Linked DNA regions of Mus musculus: regions 2, 3, 4, 5, 6 and 7 are each linked to region 1. A link is a contact called in public HiCAR-type, HiChIP or PLAC-seq and promoter capture Hi-C data. All regions are on one chromosome and are shown on one strand. Each heading gives the region's core, a stretch centred on a gene start, on an enhancer-like site or on the middle of the called end of the contact. The rest is flanking DNA. Distances are from core to core; before and after follow the strand shown. Region 1 holds the start of Rpl32 (ribosomal protein L32). Region 2 holds the start of Thumpd3 (THUMP domain containing 3). Region 3 holds the start of Zfp9 (zinc finger protein 9). Region 4 holds the start of Bms1 (BMS1, ribosome biogenesis factor). Region 5 holds the start of Tada3 (transcriptional adaptor 3). Region 6 holds the start of Cidec (cell death-inducing DFFA-like effector c). Region 7 holds the start of Il17re (interleukin 17 receptor E).

Region 1 (2,814 bases), core at 187-2,686:
CCTGGCATGCACAGGGCCCTGGGCTCCATCCCTAGCACTTGCACTGGAATTTCAACATCATCTTCCATTGCAATTAAGTAGGGAGGAGGGATCAGTTAACTGCTGAACTGCTGGGTGTGCATGCCCATCCAGCCAACAGGTGATCTGCAGGCCCAGAGAGAGGTCTTAGCAGTTGAGAGCACTGGCTGCTCTTCCAGAGGTTCAATTCCATGCATGCATGTGCCTGGTGTGCAGACAAAACCCCAAAGATCTTTAAAATACAGGGTCAGGGTGCAGAGATGACTTAAAAGTGCCTGCTGTCAGACAAACTAAATCTGACCTGGACCCACAAGACAGGAAGGAGAGAATCAACTCCTTAAAGTGATTCTCCCTGCCCTTCAAACGCATAAATATAAAACAAAGTGTCATCTTTAAAATGAACTTTTTAAAATGCAGAGACAAGCGATAACGAGAAATGTGTGCTCAGGTCTTAACCCCCACCCCAGAACCACATACCTTAATTTTCACATATCGGTCTGACTGGTGCCTGATGAACTTCTTGGTCCTCTTTTTGACGATCTTGGGCTTCACCAGAGGCCGGAGGGCAGCCATGATGCCTTTTGACAAAAGTCAGACCCAAGTTAGTAAAGAAACTGGGAGGTGGGGCTGCGTCTCAGGCCTTCAGTGAGTAATGTTGCAGAGTGTCTTCCAATCACCAGCTACCGAGCAAACTGGGAATGGAATGGGTACCTCTGCTAGGCTTGCTCTCCCTCTTGCTTCCGAAGCTGGAAGAATACTAGCTACTCTCCAGACGCGATCCCAAGAGGTCAGTGGTTCATCTCACCCACTCCGAACCTCAAAGAACCGCAACCGATCTTACAGAACCCCAGCCAGGTCTCTCTGGTGGCGAAGGAGCGGCAAATCCCGCTCCACTAAGCTTCGTTATGTTTGAAGTGTTGCGCCCTTAAATACGCAAAGCCACCATGCACTCCTAACACGCCACCAGTCCGTCTGTCCCTCCCGGTCGTCTCAGAGCACCAACCAAAGGGTGCCTTCTCTGCTCCCCGCGCAGACAACCTGCTCCGCCGGGCTTGCGCTTCAGAAAGCATTTCTGCTCACTGGCGAGCGGCGGCAGCTCCCTGACTTAAGATTTCGGATTCGCCGCAGAAAAAGGCTGCTAACAAGCTAAGCAGAAAGCGGCGGGTGCCGTCCGAAACTCTCGGGCCGCATGGCAGCAAGCCCGCCCTGGCCGATGCCGGCCCCCGGGCAGACTCCGGAGCAGCGCCAGTGGCCAGGCCCGCGCGCGCTCGCCACTACCACGCTGGTGCGGAGGCCGCCGCCGAGGCCTCCCCACCCGGAGACGGGGTCCCGTCGAAGCCGCGGGCGGCGGATGGCCGCCGATACAGACTCACCGTAAAACAGATGGCAGCCACCTCGTAGGCAGCGCCGAGGAAGAAGGAAGAGGCGGCGGCGGCGCGCAAGGTATGATGGGACGGAGTCTTAGGTCCTGGCAGAGAAAAGGGAAGCACTTCCGGCTCTGGGTCCTCTAAAGAAAACTAAGATGTGCCTGAGAAATGATACTGAAAAAAACCCTAGTGGACTAGTGTTCTGTAGTAGACATTAACATCTTAGAGTGAACTAAAATTTATTTTTCTCTTGGGACTACTTAAGAAATTTGGGTTTTTTGTTTTTTTTTGAGCTAAGACCTGCTAGGTGGGCATTTATTTCCGCCCTAAGTGGAAGCCCAATAGCTTTTTAAATTGTTGGTTCCCGAGGGTGCCTCCTTGAGGCTGGGAGGTAGCAAAACAGAGACTCTTCGAAGATCCTTAGGCGGTTGGTTGAGCAAATGTCCTAAAACTTCCTAATATACAGATGTGCAAACCCCTGCTTATGAAGTGCTACTGAGCCTCCTCGCGACTTCTGTATGTTTAAATCTTCTCTACTTATGGTATGTACCTAATGTATTAATAAGTGATGGGTTAGCCGGGCGGTGGTGGCTCATGCCTTTAATCCCCGCACTTGGGAGGCAGAGGCAGGCGGGTTTCTGAGTTCGAGGCCAGCCTGAGCTACAGAGAGGGTTCCAGGACAGCCAGAGCTACACAGAGAAACCCTGTTTCGGAAAAAAAAAAGTGATAGGTTGATAATATTGCTAAGAAAATAGTCTATTGGCTGGGTGTGGTGGTGCACATTTTTTAATAACAGCACTTGGGAAGCAGAGGTAGGTCGAGTTTAGTCTATTTTGCTTATCTTTTGTTTTACAGATCATTGTGAAAACTCTATAATCTTAGGAGGAAATAAAACCAAACCTGAGCTGGGGAGGTGGCTTGGTGGAGCACTGTTGCTCTTTCAGAGGACTGGCATTTAGTTCCCAGGAACCAAGCGTTGCTTCACAACCTTGTTAACACCAGCCCTAGGGGATCAGATGCCCTTTTCTGTAGGCGCTACATGCATGTGGTACATACTCATACATGCAGGCAAAACACTCAATCACATAGAATAAATCTCATTTTTTAAAGATTTATGTATATGAGCACACTGTAGCTGTCTTCAGACACACCAGAAGAGGGCATCAGATCCCATTACAGATGGTTGTGAGTCACCATGTGGTTAGGAATTGAACCCAGGACCTCTGGAAGAGCAATCAGTGTTCTTAACTGCTGAGCCATCTCTCCAGGCCCCACCCCAGTCCCACCCTTTGTTTTGTTTTGTTTTGTTTTAAGACAGGGTTTCTCTGTGTAAGCCTGACTGTGGTCGAATTCACTCTGTAGACCAGGCTGGCTGGAGATCTTCCTGTCTCTGCCTCCCAAGTGCTGAGATGTAAGGTGTCACCACTGC
Region 2 (2,814 bases), core at 186-2,685, 2.8 Mb before region 1:
CAACTGCCCTTGCCTCCCAAGTGCGGGGATTAAAGATGGTAAGCCCCACCATCTGCCCCACCTCCCAAACATTTATTTATGGAGGTGAGGATCTCACGGTACACTTGTGGAAGTCAGGGGGCAACCCATGGAGTTTGTTCTCTCCTTCCACAGTGTGGGTCCTGGGGATAGAATGCAGATGGCCAGGCTTGATGGCAGACACCTTTTACATGCTGGGCCGTTTGTCAGACCCCTTTTTTATTTTTTACTAAACTACAACGCCGCTTTCTACGATACTGGCTGCTCCTAAACTCTTTGATGCATCCAAGGCAAGGATCCGGTTTTTACCTTTCTCATTGTCCGTGCTGACAAGGACAGTGTGGCTCCATGCCTCAGCTGCTGCTGCCACCACTGAAACTTTAAACAATTTTTATTATTTATTTATTTATTTATTGGTGAGGATGAGGGGAGAGGCAGAGAGAGAGATTGCAATGCAGTGTCATAATGCCCTTGGAGCCAGACTTGGCTGTCAGAGCCCCTGAAGTTACAGGTATTGAGAGCGGCCAGAGGTGGGTGGGTGCTGGGTACCAAATTTGAATTCTCTGGAAAAGCAAGCCTTAATCACTGAGCCATCTCTCCACCATCGCTCCCCCCCCCCCCCCAAAATCCGGCTGTCTCTTTCTGTTGAGTTCTAAGTTTCCTCTTTTAAAATGTTACATTTGGGGCTGGTGAGACGTCTTAGAGGGTAAAGGCTCTTGCTACCCATCCTGATTAGCTGAGCTGGATCACTGGAACCCACGTGGTGGAAGAGAAGCAACTTCTGCCAAGTTGTCCTCTGACCTCAGGTGTGGCACACAAGCTCCCTCCACACACACAGGAAATACATGTAACTAAAATATAGGAAATGTAACCTTTGGCATATATAGAGAAACATGATCTGAAAACCGCAGGCTAGGCTAGGGGCTATACTCTAGTTACAGCACAGCTTGCCGGTCCCTGCAGAATCCAAGCCGGGTATGGTGGCGCACACCTGTAGTCCTAGCATCCCGGAGGCAGAGACAGCGGATATCTGTGATTTCCAGGACAGAACGATCGACAAAACGAGCAGGCCAGTCAGGGCTACATAGTGAGACTCCAATCTCAAAAAGAAATTCCAAGTAAAGAGTGTTGTGCAAGACGGGAATGGGGGAGAAGAATCTCTTTAGCCTCGGTTTCTCTGGCTTTAAGACTGGAATCAAGTCCCAGTCTCACCCCAGTGCTCGACACTGAGGGCAGAGGAAGTAGAACAACCGAGCATCCGCTCGCTAGGAGAGCGCCCTCCGCAGTGGTTCCCTCCGGGCAGGTGACCGGCCTACCGGCCGTTCTTCCTCTTCCGGGTCAGAGTGCACCCAACTGCGCACAGCTCTCCGCGCACACTCCCCCGCCTACCCCGGAGCGTGGGAGCACCGTGCCCTCCGAGGCCTGACTTCCGTTTCCGGGCTGGCACCTCGGCTTCCGGCGGCGTGCTCGCGGTGCGGAGACCGGAAGGGTCTGTGCTTGCTGCCGGTAACTGGCCGCGGCTGGGAGTGGCCGGGTGGGTGGGACGCAGGGGAAGACGGCGGTGGCTTCGTATAGGTCGGTGCTGGGGCTGAGCGTCTGGACTCTCGCTGGGCTTCGCAGAGGGTGGGAGTGAGAGAGCCACTGCCCTTCGGTCCGAACAGCCCTTCTGCTCTCCACACTGTCCGTAGGAGTTGTGTTCACAGTGGCGAACGGTGACACGGTGGAACCGCGTTCACCTCTGTGGCCTGTTCTTGGTTGGCACAGCATTAGGGACAAGGAAGATGTTAGCTTAAGCCACGGCGCTTTTGAAAAGCTGGTGGGAGGTGTGGGCCCTCCATCACGGTAACACCACTCCAGCCCCTTCAACCTCCACAAACACTCCCACAGGACGTCTGTATTACTAGCTTCAGACATTTCCAAGGTGTCCCCAGCATGCGCGTCATTGGATCTCGGCGTCACCACATAGTAGGCTTTCAGATATTTGTAATTGTTTAGATAGTGGAAGTTGAGTTAATCTTTAATAAATTCACTGCCCACTTGTCTACATGGCGGAAAGTAGATACCTCACCCATACATTAAAAGTTTTGATCATTAGTCCAGAATTGTGTTGTTCTCGTTAAAATCTTCTGTCTTTGGGAAAGAGAGATATATTTAGTTTCCAGTTCGAAACTAGGCAGGAGTAACTTGCTTCCTGGACCCGCGAGTGTGGGAAGCAAGAATTTTTAACTCTGAACCACTACAGCCTCACATCCTGAAGTGCTAAGCTGAAAGAGCAACAGAGGAGCTTCTCTATTCATGTTAGCAAATGTAAGATGGTGCTTACCAACACAGATGAGCCTAAGCCAAGCACTGCATGCAGTGGAAACACTCTTGTCTTTTCTCCTGATGAGCCTGCATATTGCTTGTTTAGTCACGTTTCACTGCCTGTAATCCGTGCCCTTATTTATACTACAGTTTTAACTCGATAGGTACATTGAAATACAAAAAGAGATGGCATTGTTTCCCTTTTTCTTCCCTGTATTGCCTCTAGAGACTGTTGGTCCTTTTAGAAACATCTCCATCATGTCTTGTGACACTCAAGAAGCTACCAGAGAGTGCCTGGGTATGAACCTTGATGGCAACAAAGAGCCTGTGTCGCTGGTAGAAAGCGGCGTCAGAAGTGAGTCGGAGCATCTCCAAGTCACTATTGGAGCCACTGTACCCACTGGCTTTGAACAAACGGCTGCGGGGGAAGTGAGAGAGAAACTGAAGTCGGCCTGCAGAATCAGCAAAGACCGCGGAAAGATCTATTTTGAT
Region 3 (2,814 bases), core at 195-2,694, 2.7 Mb after region 1:
CAAAAAGAAAACGGAGCACTTCTTCAAGAACCTTACATGTGATCCATTTTCTCTTATATATGATTCCTTTTGGTTCTGTTGCTATGTCTGCTACCGGCATTGGGACTTAGTTTCAATGCTATTATTCTTAAAGTGAAAGGAATTAAATCATGGTGAATAACCCTCTGTGCAGCCTCCGGTCAAGCCTTGACAGCCACACAACAGGTTTAGATCCCTGTAATTGACTGGCCTCTCAAAACAGGCTGAAACAGGGGGGTGGGGTGAAATTAAATTACATCTTAATGAACTGTTGCATGGCTGCCAAATCTAGCTTTGAAACAAATGAAGCTTTGAAACAAAATTACCTTCAAAAATAGCAATTTGAAGCCACATGGAGTGAGGCACACTTCTAGCCCCAGCACTGTAAAGGCCGAGGCAGGCAGATAGCAAGATTAAGGCTGGTTTAAGCTATAGAACGAGAGCTAGACCAGCTTGGACTACATAGTGAGACATTATTTCAAATAAATACATAAATAAAGTCATTAATTAATTAGACAACAGTTTTAGTACCATATTCCCTAAAAAGGTATATCGTGTATATAGATTAAAAACAAAAACAAACAAACAAAAAACCAAATGCTTAATTCCAGTCAGCCGGGTGCATACCAAAGGCCTAATGTATAAGGCCAGATACAAATGCGCCAATCATCAGCCTTAGGAAATCTCCTTCGTAACAGAGAACACAAATGAACAACAGTTCTCATCTTTTAGATCTGTCTCTGCTGGACGGGGTGGCACACACCTGTAAACCCAGCATCCTGGAGGCTGAGGCAGGAGTTTCAACAGCTCCAAACTAGTCTGGAGCTCCAAGGCCAGATCGACACCCCACCCCCAATCTGTTTTACTTCTATTCCCTTAGAGGGTGAGTGTATATAATTCCCAGATTCTCAGGAAAATTTAATACTGAAAGACCTTTTTTTAAAAAGCAATACTGTACTTCCAAATAACTGTTCAACAGTCTAACAAAGGATAGCTGAGGGATATGGGGAGGGAGAGCCTTAATTAATCTCTCACACTAAGGGATCCAGAGGAGGCTGGAGGAGTTTTAGGAATAGAAGACTCCAGGTATGATCAAGTATGCTTCAAGGCTGTGTCCTCAGCGGCTGCACGGAAAGCAGACGCAGACAGGACTGCGTGGAAGAGACAAGCCCGGCAGAGTTAAACAATAGAGGATTACGACCACCCGCAGGTACTGGGTAAACCAAACAGCCTCTGTGAACAGCTTTGAGGGGCCCAGATGAAAGGACCTGGCTCTGCTGGAAAAGCAGCAGCCCGCCCTGCTTGTTCCACAGCACTCTGCAAGACTGCCCTGCTCCGTGCGCCCTGAGCGATTCTCACCTCGGTGACAGCGGCCTCCGCTGCAGATGCCCGGGGATGGCTGAGAAGCGGGAGGACGCCGACGTGGCGGGAGGACAAGGCGAGTGGGTGCCACGTCACCCGGGCGGTGGCTCAGACCCGCCTGCCTCCCGCTGATGTCCCCTCCTCTCCCCTCCCCTTCCCTCCCCTCCCCTCCCCTCCTCAGCCCGCCCAGCGCGCTCCTCCCGCCGCCGCCCCACAGGATCGCGTGCTCGCTCGCCCGCCCGCCCGCCGCAATCGGAGAACCCCTCAAATCGGGGGATGCCGCGGGGCTCGGTGTCCCCCGCAAGACGAAGGACAAAAGTTCCTCAGCTGACAGGCGAGGGCTCTGCCCATGCGCCTAACGGCCCTCCTTTCTGGACTACGCTTTCCAGAAGCCTCCGCGATGACTCCGTGTGTGATCACGTTATGAAGTTTGGCTCTGAGTACCTCACTGTTGAGCGCTGCGCTGCTTCCCTAAGGCCTGATCTTTAAGGGGATGATTGAACAAGCAATGGGCACCCTGCGGAGTTAGACAGAAGGCCGTCAGAGGGTGCGCAGTGTGTACGGTGGGGTAGCTTAAATACTTGAAGTTTACATCCAAGGAGCTTGCAATTTTGTCTTAGGATTACTACCTTTCAAAACTATGTAAACGATAACACGAAACGCGAGAAACTAAAAAAATATGTACAGTATATATAAACCAAAAGAATACACCAAGTAAAGTGCCCTACATGTTAGTCCCCGCCTCCCCCTGGCCAAATTTTTAAAGTTGTATCCTACCGATGCAGAATGCCATTCTTATCCTCTCACTAAGAACGATGTCCTGAATATGTAAAACAACTTGTATATGTCCTTGGCCATAACTTTAGTCCGCACTGTACTAACCTTAGAAATATGGAAATATTACATTCTTCATACGAAAGTTACAATTTTTACACATAAATGTATACATATAGCATATATGGTGCCAGAGCTTTTAAGATCAACGACTGAGCCCCGGGCAGCCATAAGGACTCAGACTCATTGACTGGTCCTCAAAAGGCCAACTTAAGAGACAAGGGGACCAAACAGCCTGCAAGGTTCAGGATAAAGGTATTGTTGGCACAGAAACACAGCTCTTGCCTCTAAGGGGATAACTCTAAGGGGTTATTGTGAACTGAACATAATGATGGTCCTGGAACATAGACTTAGGGCACCCCAAATTTCCTTTTCCAACGTGCAAGCTGCTTCCCGGGGCTGTTTTATTTTGTGTATATGGGTTTGGGCCTGCATGTCTGTGTATCATGTGGGAGACATGCATGATGAAGCCAGAAGGGGGCATCTGATCCCTTGGAACTGGAGTGACGATCAGTCGTGAGCCATAATGTGGCACTGGGAAATGAACCCCTGGTCCTCTGGAAGTGGACCCAGCACTCGTCACCTCTGCCCCATCTCTTT
Region 4 (2,814 bases), core at 130-2,629, 2.6 Mb after region 1:
AGTTATTTTAGTATTTTACATTAAAAGTATTGGGGGGGAACCACCAACACTTTAACTGCCATGGAGATATGCAAAGTTTAGGAGATTTTTTTGTGTGTGATCTAAATTGTGTAAATTCTTCTTCTTGGACAAGAAAGAAAGAAGGACAGAAAGAAAGAAAACAAAGAAAAAAGTGGGGAAAGGCAAAGGGCAGGTGTTAGAGGGAAAATGTTTCTTTGACAGAGCTCTGACATTTTAGGAAAAGCCATACGGCATGCCTACTATGGCATGCCTACGTCCTTCAGACCTGAGTTAAGACTCACAAGGCAAATGCCATCTGGGAGAGGCTCCCAGTACTTAAGGGAAGACCCACTAACCCCAGGTAAACACACCTGTGAAAGGACCTCGCCATCCGCACAGCTGACTGCACTGCGAAAGCTTTGGGGTTTCTCTTCCGGGCATCCTCTTCATCTCCAAGCTGTAGGTCTTGCAGGTGCCGTTTCTTTTTCTTCTCAGCTTTAGGCCCACTGTGCTTCTTCCTATGTTTCTTGTGGTCCTTGGTCTCCATGGTGGCTATTTATCTACTACAAATAAGTCTTACCTACACGGAACAGGGAGGACGGTGGTGGTAATCAATTATAATCAGGGTAACACAGGAGGGCAGTAATTTAATTTACTTAAGTGCTGATGTATTTGTTCATTGAATGGAGGTAGAAAATGTTTAGCCAGTATCTTCAAATTCACGTCCCTTTCTTACGCCATAAAGTATAAGAGTTAGCAGCACCAACACTATCCTTCTTATGTTTTATGTTGAAGCCATTTCGACAGTGCTCATTTTTTGTAATGACAGAAATACATCCTACCTGCTGTTCTCAGTACAGAAGCCTTGTGAACTACACGTGGTTACAGAGAATTTCAAGCGTACCTTCGGAAACTGAAAACTATCTTAAGTTTAAATTAATTTTAAACTTAGTCGCACGTGACTAGTGCCTACTATTCTAGGTAGCTTAGGCTGAAGTGTCCTTTTAACTTAAAACGAAAACAAACATACAAGTTTAAGACATCCGAACAGTGCTGAGCAGACTCGCCTCTCAGCTCCTGGAGGAAGCACATTTTCCCCTCCCGGTGATCTATTTTTGCTGGGAGAAGAACACGCAGCCGAGCTGGGCAGGAGCCCTCCCTGCTCGAGTGACCCGCTCCCCATCCAGCACTGCACGAACCCACGCCCTCCACACTCCCGGGAGCACCTCTCCGGCGGCCGAGAAACTTGCCTTCCAGCCCAGACGCAGCCTGGGAGCAGCCTGTCGGGAGGTCGAGGACCGACCGAACCGGGAAGCCGACGGGGCTCGCGAAAGCACTCGGACTCACGGCAGCAACCGCTCCAGCCCGCAAGCACGACGCCGGAAGCGGAAACTGTCCTTCTGCTTGTACCCGTCGGAGGGAAACGAGCAAAGAAGAGGGGAAAAAAAGGAACCCGTGGACGGACGACTTTCAGGGGAAAGCCGGAAGTAAGCTCTGGGTTGGCTGAGGGTTGCGCAAGCGCACTTTCAGATTTCGCACGGACTGCCCTCTCCTTCGGGTCCCAGCCACTCTGAGAGTCGGGCTCTCAGCCAGCGCGACCTGGCTTCAGAGGATCCGCGCGGCGCTGGGCCCTGGCCCGCTTATTTGAGTAGCAGAGGAACGCTGGAAGGACGCCCGAGTCATCGCCAGTCCCAACTTGAAAGCTGTGAATTCCGCCGCCCCATCCGCTAGGCTACCGCTCCCTGTCACCGCTGCCAGAGCTGTCCTCACGGGTTTTCAGCGCTCTGCTGCCCTCTTGTGCCAGGACCGACGGGCTGAGGGCAGGGTGCTCCTCTGTGCTCCTGGAGAGGGCGTTTTCTTCAGAAAACGTCTTAGCTTGCCATTTTGTGTGCATGTGTGGCTATGTGTGTCGTGTGTCTTGTGTCTCTGTGCTCAGCCTTGCATCCCCAGGACTCAGTCCAGTCCTGGGGAATAGCCCTCAAACCCCCAGTCCCGGTTATTTGCTACAGTTATGCTGGACTCAAAACTGAGCTCATCTCAAGGAGAATAAGAAGTAGGGTTTTTTCCTTGCGCCAAATAAGAGTGACTGCGGCCTGGGAATACGGATTCAGGTTCCCACAAAATAGCATGTTCATGCAAAACACAGCTCTCACCTCAATGAGCCAAGAACATGGGTTCAGTTGCCTCAAAGTCTCCCATTTTGTACCTTTTAATAGCACACCAACACAAAACAGCTCTAAAGGTTCATATGGAAATTATGAAACAAAATCAAAGGTTTAGCAAATGATAGTTTGTGAGGTTGGCCCTCCTATTTCTCTCTCCCCATCCTTTGACTATCATTCCAGTGACCATCATTCTAGCCTTTCTGCACATTCCAGAGCAACGCCCCAATTTCTGCAGGAAGTAGTTATAGAAAAGACTACATTGCCCTTTATCATCAACAAAAGGATTGGAATGTAAGATCGCAAACTGAGGACAAATGGCTGACAGAGGTGTCTATTGAACAAGTCAAACAGCCCTCAGTCCCAACCTGTGACAGGGTCATCCTGCCTGGCAACTATCCCCCTAGCTGAACCACCAAATGAGGCCTATGAGAAATTTCTCATACAGTCCAACGCTGGAAGAACTCAGGGCAGACACCATAGTGCTTGCTAACTCACTCATTAGGCTTATGCTTGCCTTATTTTCTTACATAGCACAGTATCACTTGCCCAGGGAATGGTGGTACCCATAGTGGGCCTGGCTATCCTAAATCAATTAATAATCAAGTCCAGCCCTCCAGTCATACCTATAAGCCAATCAGATTTATGCAAT
Region 5 (2,814 bases), core at 166-2,665, 2.4 Mb before region 1:
TAGACTCCTAACTGCAATTTATTGTCTTTTTTTGTTTTGGTAGCACTGAAGGGTCTCACACATCTCCAGACCCTACCTCACCCCCATTTTGGGGTGGGGGAGACAAAAATCTCATTATGTAGTCTTGAGTGGCCTGATACTCATTTGCTACATAGATCAGGATTCATAGAGCTCCCCCTCCCGACCCCCACCCCAGAAAGCACCTGCCTCTGAGTGCTGGGATAAAGATATGCACTCAGGTTGGTCTCAAACTAGCTATGTAGCCAAGGTTTTGTCTCCACCTCCCAAGAGATGGAATTTTAGGCATGTACCACACCTGATTTATACAAGCGCTTGTTCATTCTAGGCACAAATTCTCCAAACTTAATTATGTTACAGTTACATCCAGCCCCCCCCCCCTTTCATGAATTCCAGGCCTTGAACTTATGATCCACCTGCTTTAGCCTCCCAAGTCACTAGGTGTACAAACCTGCATGATTAGGCCGGCCTCCTAGTTGCAATTTGAACCGCAGAAGTCTGGAATCTGCAGCATTAAGGAAGAGGAGATACTAGTGTGCCCTGTCTTCCTATGTCCTCTGTTTCCCTACGTTGGGTCGTTTCTAGCATTCTATTTGACAGGGTTCTCCCTGCCTCCTCTTGTCTCACTCCATTCCACCTCTGCACCTTCTCTGTGTCCCTGGCTAGTTTGGAACACAGGCTGGTCAGGTGAACAGAACTAAGTTCCAGCCCATTTTCTTATGTGCGTTTCTAAACATGTTATTTAACCTGAATCTCCGGTTTTTGTTTGTTTGTTTGTTTGTTTTTCTTTTTTCCAGGACAAAAGATGATGCCTCAGTCTATTTCCCCATTAAGAAGTATAAATCTGTAAAATGGGGGCATCGAGAATTACCTACCTCCCTGGAATGTTCTGAGGATTAAGAGGTGATGCTCGTCAAGTGCCCAGTTCAGTGCCTGGCACAGAAGTGGGACTGCTTAATGGCTGGCTCCACCTGTGTGTCGCCCCAAGATCCCGCCTCCAGGGTCCTCGTCCTCTAGGGAGCCCCTAACACAACCCCCGCCTCTCCTACCTCCTCTCTGCGGCCTCCTACAGGCCCTGGGCCGCAGGAGGGGGCGGGGAGTTCAGGGCGATCGGAGCAACTGCTCCGGAACTGGCTATGGGCGGGCCCCCTGCAGTTGACGCGAGGGCGGGGACGGCCAGCCCAAGGTGGCCTGTAGGGCCGGGGTGGGGGTGGGGGTCTAAGGCCACCTACGAATCTCCGGGAGGTGGAATGCTAGGCCTGAGGAGTCCCGGGCTAGGAAGCAGCCCGGGGCTGGGGTGGGGCCCAGAGCCCAAATCTCAAGGGACTGGCTACCCGGCCGAACCCTACGGTTGCAAATGGGAGGAGCCCGGAGAGGATAGGGGAGCACCACCGGAAGAAACGTTTCTCCGGTTCGGCCTGTCCTAATTTGGTGCCCAACCTGAGGTCGGGCTGTACTATTGTCACACGGGGGGAGGCTACAACCAAAGCGACAAGCACTAAAGGCGCTGGCGGAATATGTGTAGCGATCCAAGGGGACTCGACCGCTACTGTCTCATAGCAGGTCTTCTACAAGTCCCAGAGGTCCCAGTGTGAAATCGCCCCGGAGATCTGAATATCTCTCGGCTCTCCCTCCCCGGTCCTACCCGAGATGGTCCAGCCCGGAAGTGCTGTCGGAGACTGCGGCTGCGCCTCTCTCGAAAGGGCAGGCGTCGCGGGTCCGGGCACTTCCGCACTTCCGCTTTCCGGCCCAGACAGCGCCCGCGATGGTGAGAGACCAGGGGTTGGGGTCCTCCCTGTGTTTTGCCTGTAGAGGCTGTGGGTCTGGGGGAGATGCTGCTTGCCGCTAGGGCTTGCGGCCCGAGGTTGCCCCGGGATGAGGAGGCACGGGGAGGATGGAGAGGCAAAGGGTGGGGCGAGGGCCGAGGCGAGGAGGAAGGGGCGAGCCAGGAGGCTCTCTGAGCAAGAGCAGGCCCGGAAGCTTCCAGGTTGGGAATCCCGGGCTAGAATGACCTCTCCCCGATGTTCGGAGGGGGCAGGAGACCGGGCTGCGAAGCCCGTGGTGGTGGCTTGCAGCTGAGGTAGGACCGCTCTGCGGGGCCTCCTCTCCGTCCACGGTAGAGGTTGGCTAAGTACAACCCCCTGTCCCTGCCTGCCTTCGCGGTCTCACGGGACCTCGAGGCAAGTGTCCACTTCATCTTCTTACTTCTTGGCGCTTCCTGGAAGCCTTGCCTTCCAGCTCCCAATGAAGGTTCTGTGTTGCTTGCCTGCATTCAGACTCCTTCCTAGATGTGCAGAACCGTGTTGACCTTAACGTGTGTAAATGTTGATGGCCGCTGGTCCTCCTCTTTCATGCTCGGGTTTGGGATCTGTGGGTGCTCCGTGCAGTTGTTCTCCGAAAGGTCCCAGGCTTCCCACTACTTTCTCTGGTCAGCCCTTGACGACCTGAGTTCTAAAGGCTGGACTGCTTGTTGCACGCCCGGGAATGCTCTCAGGGAAGAGACTTTGAAATTAGACCCTCTTTTTCAAAAGTCACTTTTTAAAGCTTGCTCCAGTGTTAGTCCTAACTGGTTTCATTCCTTAGCGTGAAAGCCATTTCCTGCTGACTGAGTTTTGACTTTGCGTTTTTAAGCATTCAAGTTTATTGTACAATTTCTTCAAGCCACTAAAGGGTAACTATCACAGGGCTGGTCATCTAAAATTTAGTTTTCTTTCAATGAACCTTGACAAAATAATCAGGTAGCCACAATCGAGGTAGAGAAAAGAATATTCTATCACTTTCCCAACGGTACTTGTC
Region 6 (2,814 bases), core at 150-2,649, 2.4 Mb before region 1:
CATTAAAAGTTTAAGAAGTTCTAACTGATGGCTCCTTGGTTTCCCCCTTCCTTTCTGTTCCTGGCTCCCCTCACCTGGACAGCGACCTGGGGTACAGGAGGCTGAGAGACTTCATGGCGTAGTCCATCCTTGTCAGTTGGATTGTGTTGGACCTAGAACACAGGCAGAAGCTTATCTGGTTAGCGAGAAGGGAGGGGTCCTTCTCTTTCTTTCTTTGACCCAATGCGCCCCAACCGCCACGCAGCAACCCTCTGCCCCAGTCTCTCATCTGACCACCCATTTCCCCGGAGTCCACAGTAACTACGACTGAGCCAGCGTCCACCACCCCCACCCACTCCCCAGCTGCTCCCCAGCCTCAGCCTCACTCACTCCATTGTTTCTCCGACCCAAGCTGTGGTCACACTGAGTGGAGAAGCTGAAGTCAGTGCTAAAGAGGCCCGCACTGATTTGTCCCTGTCTCAGGGGACAGAGTCCGCTTCACGCTGGCAGGAGGTGAGTCACACCTCCTGGTGCTGTGAGGGACCTGAAAGTCACCTATAGTCCAGAAACTCCACGGGCAGCCAGACGGTGGAGCCTGCTTTGCCCCATGGGCCCTTGAGCAATAGAGCCCTCCTGAGGTTTAGTGCTGGCCAAGAGAACGTTTCTACTGAAGACCATCTAGGTTTGTGCTCTCCAGTACCATAGCTGCTACCCACACTGAGCCCTTGGCAACATGACTGATGTGACAAAGGAGCTGACTCTGCACTTCTATGGAGCCTTAACTAATTTAGGTAACTACTATGGTTTGTAACTCAAGGTATCAGTCTGGGCATCCCAGCTCTGGTTGGGGTGGTATTGGGCTCACATGCCTGTTTTCCTCCCTGTAGTGCTGTTCTCTGGTTCTTGCCTGCTGGGGCTGTAAGGCCCTGCACAGCCAGTCTCTTTACCTGTGGTACAGCTTGTGTCATACTCAGGACTCCACACAGGCCACCTAGAAGTCCCAGGTTCCCCGTTGCCGCCTCAGGAAAACCTTCCCCAATAACTGGCAGAAGGACCCTCCATCCTGCCCACCCCCTGTCCATGTCTCTGAAGCTCCTGTGTCCTTGATGCCTCTGTTTTCAGCCCTTAGCACAAGGAGCAGAGAAGAACCCAGGAGTGGGCAGGGGACAGAACTGCGACCTCAGCCATGACAAAGCAGTCAAAGTACTCTTCGATTCTGATTAACGCAGGTTCTCCTTGGGTCACCCCTATAGAGTCCCCTCACCACAACCCAACACTACCCAAGCATACTTGTTCCAACCATGTCCCTTATATACCCACCACGGCAATCCCCCACCATCTGCTCTCTAGTAGCCATATACCCCAGCTCCTCACCTCCCCCTCACCTCCCAGCCTCCTGGCAATACCGCGTGGCCAGGCACAGCCCAGGCTTCCCTCCATTTTATTTCTGTCTCCTGTGAAGCCACTCCCCTAGCCCCCAGCCCCAGCTGGGGAAAAGAGCATGGGGAATGAGTTCGAAACTTTCCCCTAGGGATTTTAAGTCAGACTGGCTTCCAGAAGGCCCTGAAACGGGGAAGAAGGCATGTTTCGAAAGCTTTAGAAGAGGTACTGCCCATGGCACTAGGCAAGAGGGCACAGAAGCAATGGATGTGGCTTATGGTCTGAGTTCCGCCCCCACACAGGCTGTCTGTGCTCACACGAGCTGCCTTTTGTTCTCCCCTCTGTGTCAGGAGTAACGTTCATGTTGAAGTCAGGTATGGTGGCTCAGAGCTGTCATCATGATACTTGGTAGGCTGTGGCGTGAGAAGGGCCATGAGTTGAAAACTCTCATGCTATAGAGTTGGCCCTGTCTCACAACCCAAAAACACACATAATAAACATTTGTGCTGGGCAGTGGTGGTGCATGCCTTTAATCCCAGCACTTGGGAGGCAGAAGCAGGCAGATTTCTGAGTTTGAAGCCAGCCCGATCTACAGAGTGAGTTCCAGAACAGCCAGGGCTACACAGAGAAACCCTGTCTTGAAAAAAAAACAAAACAAAACAAAAACTAATACAAATAAAAATAGAAAAACATTTGTAACTTAGGTGCTCAGTGGATAAAAGTGATTGTTGTTGCTAATATGCTATATGTAATAAATAAAATCAGCAATTATGACAAGGTGAAATGTGTAATATCAAAATAAAAATATCTTGTTAAGAGAGGTAGCTCATGCCTGTAATGCCTACAACCCCAGCACTTGGGAAGCCAAGACAGGAAGACTGCTATAGATGAAGCTAGCCTGGGCTACAGAGTGGCAACCTGGCATGAAAAAGGGGGTGGGAAATCACAAAAGTTGGGTATAATGAAATATATGACTCAAGAGACAGAAAGATAATCTCTAATTCAAGACAAGCCTGAGCTATAAAGTCTCAAAAAAAAAAAAAAGAGTATAAAATCTATAATCATTTGTTACAGATACTACTACTAAGAAAAATAAAATTTAGGCCAGCAAGATGACCCATTGAGTCAACACACACACACACACACACACACACACACACACACACATGTCTACATCAAAATCTCTACAAAAACATTATTCCAGGGGTTGGAGATCTGTCTCAGTGGTCAAAAGCACTGGATACCTCCATAGAGGACCCAGTTTCTATTACCAACACCCATATGGCGACTCACAATTGTTTGTAACTCTAGTTCCAGGGATCTGTCACCTCGTCAGGCCTCCGTGGACACTGCATGCATATGGTGTAAAACACTATACACCAGAGAGCCGGGACTAAAGGTGTGTGCCACCAAACTGGTTAAGACGAGTACTTTATAAATGCCTACACATCCGTA
Region 7 (2,814 bases), core at 84-2,583, 2.3 Mb before region 1:
TGCGTCCCAGGAGCTTGCTAGTCCACCAGCCTCGCTGCAACCGCAAGCGAAGAGCCAGGTTCAGTGACAGGTCCTGTCTCAAAACAAGTCGGACACCAAGCAGGGACCAATTCATTTCATGAATGCAAAAGCAAGAGGAGACTTTCAGAGTAATAGGTAAATTGGAGGCTGCAGATATGAGCCAGTAGATTTAGGACTGCCTCTGGTGTCAGCCTCTGGCCTCCGCATGAACCTGCATGGACAAGCACACCTGCCCACCTAAATGCCCACCATGACACACACGCACACCTAAGTTTTTAAAAAAATTTAATTTTAAAACAGAGACAAGGAGGACAATGGTGGTGTGTGCCTTTAGACCCAACACCGCACTTGGGAGGCAAAGATGGATTTCTAAGTTCAAGGCCAGCCTGGTCTATAGAGTGAGTTCCAGGACAGCCAGAACTACACAGAGAAACCCTGTCCTGAGGGTGTGTGTGTGTTTGTGTGTGTGTGTGTGTGTGTGTGTGTGTGTGAGAGAGAGAGAGAGAGAGAGAGAGAGAGAGAGAGGCCCCCATGGACATGCCCTGAACTTTCCTCCCCTCGGGCATTGCCAAGGAAGGAGAGGGCTGCTGCAGCTCAAGTGCTCCATGGTAAGAGGAAACTGTAAGATGATGGGGATGGGGAGGGTCCCCACAAAGCCTGGAGCCGTGTCAGCCTTTTTCCTGCACCGGAAACCACAGGAAACCAGGTCAGTGCGTGGGGCTGCTCCCTCTGCTCCAGAGCTCGGCTGTCAGCTCTGGGGCTTCCTGAACAAGCCGTATCATTTAGTTGGTCTTCAAAGATGGAGAGCACTTTGACAGCTGGAAAGGGCTAGTGGGCACAGAGAGAAGGCTGGGCTTTAGTGGGAAGACAGCCGGGTGGGGAGCCCAAGTGCATGTGGGGTACGCAGGAGGCTTATTTGTGTTTTATAATGTTTACTCATTTTTGACTTCAGCAAATGATGCCCCAACCACTTCTTTATCGTCAGCATTCAGCGTAGACAAATGGAGAGTAACTGTTCATTTCTCAAAGAGAAGGATGTGGAACTGTCTGTGGCAGAGTATACTAATGTAATATGTGTGTCAGATCGGCAGTATTTGAGGTGCAGGAGGGGTTAAGAAATGGGTGCACCTCCACAACAAGGTGCAGGTCCCTTTCCTGTTAACTGTGCCACACCAAGAGCCTCCTGTGACTCCAGGGCAGTAAGGCTTTTTACAGAGCAAGCAAGTGTTCCTCAGTGCCCTGGCTCAGGAGAAGGAATGTGACCAAGCCTGCTGGTTAGGATCAAGGAGGAGCTTCGGGGCAGGGTGGATCTAGGGCAGGGTTAGGTGAGAGCGCCTGCTGGTACTGTGTGCTTCTCACAGCTCCAGGGCCAGGCCCTGCTGCCCTCTTGCAGACAGGAAAGACATGGTCTCTGCGCCCGGATCCTACAGAAGCTCATGGGGAGCCCCAGACTGGCAGCCTTGCTCCTGTCTCTCCCGCTACTGCTCATCGGCCTCGCTGTGTCTGCTCGGGTTGCCTGCCCCTGCCTGCGGAGTTGGACCAGCCACTGTCTCCTGGCCTACCGTGTGGTAAGGTCCTGCTGCCAAGTGAAGGGGCACTTGCTTGGCACAGACTAGAACCCCTCTTTCTCTTGCCTGCCCTTTCCTACCTCTGAAATCCTGGGCTCTTAGTGGCAGCCTCAGTGTGTCCTCTATGTGGTCTTGAAGGGATGGCTAAGGTTCTGGTGAGCAGAGGTCCTAGGCAGGGTGGGACTGAGAGAAAAACAGCTGGATGGATGGACTGAGCTGAGGGTCTCAGACCCAGATGGTTGGATGCAGAGTGCAGGGAGAATGCACCTTATGCGACTCCCTTCTAATGACTCCTCTCTCCTTTCTTTTCCCTTCTGGGCCCTGTATCTTCAGGATAAACGTTTTGCTGGTAAGTCTTATTTCCTGTCCTGCTCCTCTTCCCTGGGCTCCCCAGTGGTCCAGGACCCAGAGAGCCATCCTTGGCAGTTTTGGTTCCCAACCCAAGGAGTCTGCTATCAGTAAGAAAGTGCAGGACTAGTCTAGATTCCTCAGATTCTATAAATCCTTAGGCAGAGCTCTTCACTCCTCTATCTGACCTTGGCTTCTGAGCACCAGAGTGGAGGAGAAATGACTAGAAGATGAGGGCCGTGTTGCTTCCTGCCAATGGGGAAGATAAAATGAGCAACATGGTTAATCTCCAGGCATCCACCCAAGTGGCTCTTCCTATCACTGGCCCCTCACTCTATCAGGAACAATACTCTTTTATACTTTATGATACATTCAACTTTACCAAGCTTTCCCAGATGCATTGCATTACTTAAGACTCTTGATGAATGAGCAGTCTGGCACCTGGGTCTAATAACTTTCTCAAGATCATACTCAAAAGATTTATCAAAGCTCAGCCCTAAATTCAGTTGGAAGGAGGTAAGAGGGACCTCCTTAGACCCAACTGTTTCTCTTTTTGTTTTTGTTTTGAGACAGGGTCTCACTATGTAATACCAAAGCTTCCATCCTTTAATCCTCCTGTCTCAGCCTAAGCAATGGGCTTACAGCCATGTGTCTCTATGCTGACTTTCCTTTCTCTGACACAGGAAGTTTTGCTCAAACCCCCTGCCCTACTGTCCTAGCCACAAAGCCTTGGCACTGGTCTTGCTGTTTGTGTCTGGTTTCTGGTTTGTGTCTGGTGTCTCATTCTTCAGGTAGGAAGAGCAGCTTTGAGCCATTCCCAGTGGAGGTATGGATTAGGGACAGTTGAAGGGTAAGTACCTGGGCTGACACAGTGTCT

Evidence for each region. Promoter capture Hi-C pulls out the DNA fragments that hold promoters and counts their contacts. HiCAR-type assays count read pairs that join an accessible place to other places. HiChIP or PLAC-seq counts read pairs in DNA pulled down with a chosen protein or histone mark.
Region 2: a contact with region 1 is called in an H3K27ac HiChIP or PLAC-seq map of embryonic stem cells, with 15 times the contacts expected there. The contact joins the promoter of Thumpd3 here to the promoter of Rpl32 in region 1. A contact is called at or near these places in 1 of 484 Hi-C or Micro-C datasets (embryonic stem cells) and 1 of 115 datasets of contacts at active chromatin or transcription factors (embryonic stem cells).
Region 3: a HiCAR-type map of astrocytes shows a contact between it and region 1, with 6 times the contacts expected there. The contact joins the promoter of Zfp9 here to the promoter of Rpl32 in region 1. A contact is called at or near these places in 3 of 39 promoter capture datasets (hippocampal neurons and liver) and 1 of 115 datasets of contacts at active chromatin or transcription factors (astrocytes).
Region 4: a promoter capture Hi-C map of the C10 cell line shows a contact between it and region 1, with 7 times the contacts expected there. The contact joins the promoter of Bms1 here to the promoter of Rpl32 in region 1. A contact is called at or near these places in 3 of 39 promoter capture datasets (the C10 cell line, liver and pre-B cells) and 1 of 115 datasets of contacts at active chromatin or transcription factors (astrocytes).
Region 5: a promoter capture Hi-C map of pre-B cells shows a contact between it and region 1, with 4 times the contacts expected there. The contact joins the promoter of Tada3 here to the promoter of Rpl32 in region 1. A contact is called at or near these places in 2 of 39 promoter capture datasets (embryonic stem cells and pre-B cells) and 4 of 115 datasets of contacts at active chromatin or transcription factors (astrocytes, double positive thymocytes, embryonic stem cells and 1 more).
Region 6: a contact with region 1 is called in an H3K27ac HiChIP or PLAC-seq map of embryonic stem cells, with 8 times the contacts expected there. The contact joins the promoter of Cidec here to the promoter of Rpl32 in region 1. A contact is called at or near these places in 1 of 39 promoter capture datasets (the 3T3-L1 cell line) and 1 of 115 datasets of contacts at active chromatin or transcription factors (embryonic stem cells).
Region 7: a contact with region 1 is called in a promoter capture Hi-C map of liver, with 2.3 times the contacts expected there. The contact joins the promoter of Il17re here to the promoter of Rpl32 in region 1. A contact is called at or near these places in 2 of 39 promoter capture datasets (cranial neural crest and liver).

What each region holds. Positions count from the first base shown.
Region 1 is chr6:115,807,307-115,810,120 of GRCm38.p6, forward strand. Rpl32 (ribosomal protein L32) reads right to left here and starts at 1,437. Exons shown (of 4, transcript NM_172086.2): 1 at 1,392-1,437; 2 at 496-596. The coding sequence starts at 591. It overlaps Snora7a (small nucleolar RNA, H/ACA box 7A), which reads right to left and starts at 797; the gene lies at 669-797.
Region 2 is chr6:113,044,867-113,047,680 of GRCm38.p6, forward strand. Thumpd3 (THUMP domain containing 3) reads left to right here and starts at 1,436. Exons shown (of 10, transcript NM_008188.3): 1 at 1,436-1,524; 2 at 2,549-2,814. The coding sequence starts at 2,581. Gm43868 (predicted gene, 43868) reads right to left here and starts at 1,305. Exons shown (of 1, transcript NR_164179.1): 1 at 1-1,305.
Region 3 is chr6:118,477,829-118,480,642 of GRCm38.p6, forward strand. Zfp9 (zinc finger protein 9) reads right to left here and starts at 1,445. Exons shown (of 6, transcript NM_011763.2): 1 at 1,378-1,445.
Region 4 is chr6:118,418,038-118,420,851 of GRCm38.p6, forward strand. Bms1 (BMS1, ribosome biogenesis factor) reads right to left here and starts at 1,380. Exons shown (of 23, transcript NM_194339.1): 1 at 1,251-1,380; 2 at 372-580. The coding sequence starts at 547.
Region 5 is chr6:113,376,423-113,379,236 of GRCm38.p6, forward strand. It overlaps Tada3 (transcriptional adaptor 3), which reads right to left and starts at 1,416. Exons shown (of 10, transcript NM_001372392.1): 1 at 894-1,416; 2 at 470-523. The coding sequence starts at 475. It overlaps Arpc4 (actin related protein 2/3 complex, subunit 4), which reads left to right and starts at 1,691. Exons shown (of 6, transcript NM_026552.3): 1 at 1,691-1,786. The coding sequence starts at 1,784.
Region 6 is chr6:113,434,361-113,437,174 of GRCm38.p6, forward strand. Cidec (cell death-inducing DFFA-like effector c) reads right to left here and starts at 1,400. Exons shown (of 6, transcript NM_001301295.1): 1 at 1,354-1,400; 2 at 75-152. The coding sequence starts at 127. Gm52871 (a long non-coding RNA gene) reads left to right here and starts at 145. Exons shown (of 2, transcript XR_003956347.1): 1 at 145-770; 2 at 2,671-2,814.
Region 7 is chr6:113,457,438-113,460,251 of GRCm38.p6, forward strand. Il17re (interleukin 17 receptor E) reads left to right here and starts at 1,334. Exons shown (of 15, transcript NM_145826.6): 1 at 1,334-1,589; 2 at 1,923-1,938. The coding sequence starts at 1,458.